2 separate regions of the Mus musculus genome follow, and region 1 is linked to region 2. Evidence: chromatin contacts called from public HiChIP or PLAC-seq data. All regions are on one chromosome and are shown on one strand. Each heading gives the region's core, a stretch centred on a gene start, on an enhancer-like site or on the middle of the called end of the contact. The rest is flanking DNA. Distances are from core to core; before and after follow the strand shown.

Region 1 (2,700 bases), core at 54-2,553, 550 kb after region 2:
AGGTCTCAAACTCCCTCTCCAGCCCCTTGGTCCCCAGGTAGGGAGAGGAGAAGCTGGGTACCTGCTCCTCCCTGGATCTGAGAAGTAGAAGTTTCAAAGTGTACACCTGCTGGGTCCCTTTTCATCCACACCCAATTCTATGAATCGGCTCTAGCAATGTGGAAACCTTTTTCTCCTGCTCATCCCCAGAGGTCTGATTCTTTCAGGTGGAGAGCTTGACAGTGAGTGGCTGGGGGCAGGAGTCCTGGGGAGCTGGATGCTCTTGGGGAGGGATGGTCTTCACAATCCAGGGAATGCAAAAGAAGGCAGGCTGCAGATAGTAGCCCCTTCCATACGCTCACTGACGCTGACACACACTGCTCACTCACACACTGCCGCCTCTGCCAGGCTGCTCAGAGCTAAAAATAGGCCAGGCCAGGAGGCTGGGCCAGGGCCCTGCACTCCCACCCGATGAGCCAAGCTTTCTTGGTGGCTTGCTCGTGGCTAAGCTTGGACCCCAGGCCCAGACGCTCCAGATCGCCGCGCTGCGCCCCGCATCTCACCCCCACTCCCTACTCCATAGGGCAGAGTTATACCCAGGTCCCACGTGCTCTGACTTGCAGAAGGGAACATCAGCTTGCAGACCCCTCCACCCTCCCCCGTCCTTGCTCTAAAACTCCTCCATAGCTGTTCTCATCCCTTTGGGTGCCACACTCAGCCTCCAGATGACACGGAGGGGAGGAGAGCTGTCTCTTCTGCTCACTCGCCGCCCCCCGCCCGCAACATCCTCCCGGCAGTACCCTTCAGCTTACCAATGCCACTTAGCCGGGAAACTCTGGGGGTTGACTGGGTGTGAGGGGCTGTAAGGTCGCCAGTGAGGGAGGAGGGGTCGTGTCCCTATGGCTGGGCTGGGAGTGAACGATGCTCTTGGAGACACCCGCCACAGGGACCCATACTGGTGACCGAGGTGTGGCCTCGCTGTTGGGGGAGGGTATGGAGACCCCCATAAACTGGGCGAGTGCGTTCCTGAAGAGGTGTGGTGCCGCGCTGGGGCAAGGCAGGGATTCAAGTCTCACGGCCAGGTCCCCAGTCCTTCGCCGAGTCCTGCTGCCCCGCCCTGCCTGTACCTGCTCCGCCGCCTCCGGGTCCAGGTGAGGCTCCAGCAGCGGGACCGTAAACTGGATCTTCCGTGGGCTGTTGTCGGGCTCCATGGCTCCCGGTCAGGCAGCGGCGGACCTCGGGCTGGGGCGGGCGCGCTCCCTCTCTGTTGCGCTCCGGCCCTGGCCCCAGCCCGGCGCTCGGCTTGCAGCTCCTGGCTCGGCGCGCCCCGCTCCGCTTGGGGACTGTGTTGTTGCGGATTGGCTCGTCACCGTCCCTCCCGGCCCCCTCCTCCCCCAGTCCCGAGCCTTAACCCCGTCGTGGCTGTGCTGGCGGCTGTGCAGGTCGCCGCCCCTCAAGCTAAGGATCCAGACCCCGGTTGGTCGCTGTCCTAGACCACCCGCGGGCCGGCATCCAGGTATTTTAGAATTCTGGGCAGGGGGTGGGTGTGGAAAGGTTTTATCAAGAACTTCTTCAAGCTGGTGCAGGTTTCATGGTCTGGAAAAAAGAAAGGACACAGCTCCAGAGGTAGATTATGTTTATGATCTAAAGGAGATTTCACAAAGAGAAAAGATTGAAAGGAGATTTAGGTACACAGCAGGAGGGATTAAAGTTAGACTGGGAGGGAACTTCCCCTTGAGGCCAATTACTAGAGTGGATGTGAAAACTTTGAGGGCAGGTGCGAGCTTTGGCTACTGTTCAGGGAACACTCCTGGACAAGAGAGAGAAGAGGGGAAGCTCTCAGAGAGTCGGCAGAGTAAGACTCTTTGGAGTGTGAGTGGACCAAGGGCTTGGGGAGAGGGCCATTTAGGGTAAAGAAGAAGCCATGGAGGTGAAAGCCAATCCTGCTTGTGAAATAGATTTCACTTTCTGCTTGCTACATTGTGAGCTGCAAAGTAGGTGAAAGGCCTTTAAGGGGATTACAGGGATGGGGATGGGGAGTGGAGGACACCCCACCGGGGTGGCCTGTTTACAGATGGCTGGTGTCCACTTTCACTGTTGGCAGGACAATGAAAATGCTCTGCCCTGCTCTGTCGTGACTATTGGCATGGAAGTTAGACTACTAGAAGAACTTACTGGGTTGGTATGGGATCAACATGCCACTCGGTACTAACCAGTGAAGGCGACAGGATATTCATAGGAACTGAAGTGCTCTGTACTAGGGTTAGGGTCACTAGACAGAGAGAGGTGGGTGCTGGAGAGGTGGAAGGGTTCCTAATGTATTCAGGAGGCACAGTGGAACTGAGATAGAGAAGGAGAAGGCCTATAGTGCTGAAGGGGGGGTATGGAAGTACGGGGAGATCAGTTTCTTTGTAGTCTTAAACTGAACAGAGGGCAGGGTCTATCTAGGTTTAAGCTTGGCTCCAGGGGAATGGGGCCTTGGTCATCCCCCACTCTAGGGGGCAGCTTTAAACCTCAGTCTGGAGTTCTCTGGTGTGTTTTCCATGGCCCCTTCCCCTCTTCCCTCCAAAAATAGCCCCACCCTCACCCCCTTCCTCCCCTAGGGATCCTTTTACACAGCAGACAGGCTCAGCTTTCTCCAGGGCAAGGCCAGGTTGCAGCCACTCAGCAGCCCTGAAGGTTCTATAGCCAGTTGCTCCTCCATTTGCTGTTGAAGTAATG
Region 2 (2,700 bases), core at 115-2,614:
AAGAGACATACATACATACATACAGTACATACAGTGTGTGTGTGTGTGTGTGTGTGTGTGTGTGTGTGTGTGTGTGTTTGGAGTGTGCTCCAAGGTGGCCTCACATACTGTAGAGGAAGAAGACAGGGGGAAAAATCATTCTTATTCATCTTCATGAGCACAATAGCCCACACGCACACATTGTTCTTATGCTTTCTTCTCTTTTCTCTCTGAATTAAGCCCACATAACTGCAAACACCATGGCCAGAGAAGGGTGTTGGTTATTTTTTTTCCATTAGAATTAACTTGAATTTGTCCAGTCTTGGGCATGGGGATGCTGCCCCCGCCCAGAAAGTGTGGGTAAATATTTAAAGAGTGTCTGTTGACAGTTCCCTTCCACATCCTGGCCTGGGCAGCCTGCCTGGAGAAGGGCTTGTGTGTGCAGGGAATCCTGAGGGCCCCTCTAGGTTGAGCTGGCATTTCCTAAGGGATGGTGGTTTATGAGAACCAGTAAGAGGTCTACTCTTTTGCACCCTTCAGTCCAGCTGTAATCTCCAAAAATGAAATCTCTTGAGTTGGGCTAGACAGAAACCTGGGCACACAAACTATTCCTTTGAGTCCCCATAAACAGCTTTGCTCTCAGGTTCTCCCAGCCAAGCCTATTGGGGTTCCCTACTCCTTGGAGAGGTTGCTTTCTATAGGTCATGCTGAGGCATATAGAGTGCCCCCCAAGAGCAGTCAAGAGACAAGAGTCCCCAGGATATAAAAATGACAGAGCAGCTCCAGACCTTGAAGAGAGACCAGAGGCTGGAGATTGTGCAGGCTGAAGGGTTTGGGGTACATGATCACCATGCTGGGCTTCTCAGAGTCCTCAGACTTAAGGAACCTCAGAGAACTCATCTTTTGGATTGCAGGCTCAGCCCTGACTTACTAACTCTCACCTCCTGGGGGTCCTCTACCTGTTGAGGTAACCTGAGTTGACCTGATGGCTCAGGTATCTCTCAAAAAGGAAAGAAAAGGGGGAACACCTTCAAACTAGAGTGCACACCTTGGAAAAGCTGGCCTTGTCCATTAGCTAGGGCTGGCTCACCACCCCCTACACACACCACACCCCCATTCCTCGCCTCTCCTCCCTCCCTCTCCTCCAGGTCCCCCCCCCCAGCCCTGAACCCCCTCTCCCCCAGTCTCTCTCTCTCTCTCTCTCTCTCTCTCTCTCTCTCTCTCTCCCTCTCCCTCTCCCTCTCTCTCTCTCTCTCTCTCTCTCTCTCTCTCTCTCTTGCTCGCTCGCTCGCTCGCTCGCTCGCCTGTCTTCATGTCGTGGATTGATGAACGCGAATCGCGTGTAAGCGCCGCCACCGCCGGGAGTCTGAGGAATTCGCCTGGGCTGTTAGAGGAAAGAGCTAAGTGAGAGCGCGCGCTCTACCTACCGACAGTGAGCAGAGAGCTGCAGCCGCCCGAGCCCGCAGCCGGCACCGCGCCCCCACCTGCCCAGCCCCCAGCCCAGCAGTCCAGCCCGGGGGAGCCGGCCAGCTTGGGGTTCGGTCCCGGGGGGAGGGGAGTTTCGGGGATACCCGGCGGGGGAGCGTGATCCAAGGGGAGGGGGCCGCGGGTTTTCATGTACCCAGCATGAGCTCCTACTTCGTCAACCCCCTGTTTTCCAAATACAAAGGCGGCGAGTCCCTGGAACCGGCCTATTACGACTGCCGGTTCCCTCAGAGCGTGGGCAGAAGCCATGCGCTGGTGTACGGGCCCGGCGGCTCCGCGCCCGGTTTCCAGCACGCCTCGCACCACGTCCAAGACTTCTTCCACCACGGCACCTCCGGCATCTCCAACTCGGGCTACCAGCAGAACCCATGCTCGCTGAGCTGCCACGGAGACGCCTCCAAATTCTATGGCTACGAGGCGCTCCCCAGACAGTCCCTTTATGGGGCTCAGCAAGAGGCGAGCGTGGTGCAATATCCCGACTGTAAATCCTCCGCCAACACTAACAGTAGCGAAGGACAAGGCCACTTAAATCAGAACTCGTCTCCCAGCCTCATGTTTCCATGGATGAGACCCCACGGTGAGAAGCCTTTTCTCTTTCCCCCTTGGTCTCCCGCGCTCCGGGGTCTTCCCCCCTCCCTCGCCTCCTTTTTGTCTGCCCTAGCTCGCTTTCCTTCCTGGCTTTGGGGGTCTCTCCCACTCCACTCCCGTGCCTGGGTGGGTTCCTGGGAGATTGAAAGGCTTGGCTGGGGGTGGAGCGTGGGGTGCCTGAGACATTGTGCTTGTTGGGGTGAAGGTGGGGGAAAGGTGACTTGTGGGTGCAAAGGGTTAAAAATCGTTTTCTCTATTCCTTCTGTCTCTCCTTCTTCCCATCTGTAAAGCCAAAGTTGGGGAGATGGCTGGCAAGGACACCCTAAGTAAACTGAGGTTATCAGTCTTTGGGGTTGGTAGCCAGTTTTCCCAAAGACATTTCCCAACGCCAGCCATCCCAAGACAGTGACCAGACTGTTGGGTGAAAAGGAGACCCTTTGCTATCTCCCCCTAGTCAGGGAGAGGGGCAAGACCTCCCCTCTCCCAAGGACAAGCATTCTGCCTCTCTAGGATTGTCACTTCTTCCCCTCAGAGAAGCAGCCTGAAGGCCACTACCCCAACTTTTCTGTACTTCCTCCAATTGAAGAGAAGACTGAAAGCCCGAGAAGAGGAAAATGATTGCTCAAAAGGAGAGAGGGGTCATACCAA

What was found. HiChIP or PLAC-seq counts read pairs in DNA pulled down with a chosen protein or histone mark.
Region 1: a contact with region 2 is called in an H3K27ac HiChIP or PLAC-seq map of microglia, with 6 times the contacts expected there. The contact joins the promoter of Ppp1r1a here to the promoter of Hoxc8 in region 2.

Annotation. Positions count from the first base shown.
Region 1 is chr15:103,536,689-103,539,388 of GRCm38.p6, forward strand. Ppp1r1a (protein phosphatase 1, regulatory inhibitor subunit 1A) reads right to left here and starts at 1,304. Exons shown (of 7, transcript NM_021391.3): 1 at 1,107-1,304. The coding sequence starts at 1,190.
Region 2 is chr15:102,989,175-102,991,874 of GRCm38.p6, forward strand. Hoxc8 (homeobox C8) reads left to right here and starts at 1,365. Exons shown (of 2, transcript NM_010466.2): 1 at 1,365-2,041. The coding sequence starts at 1,606.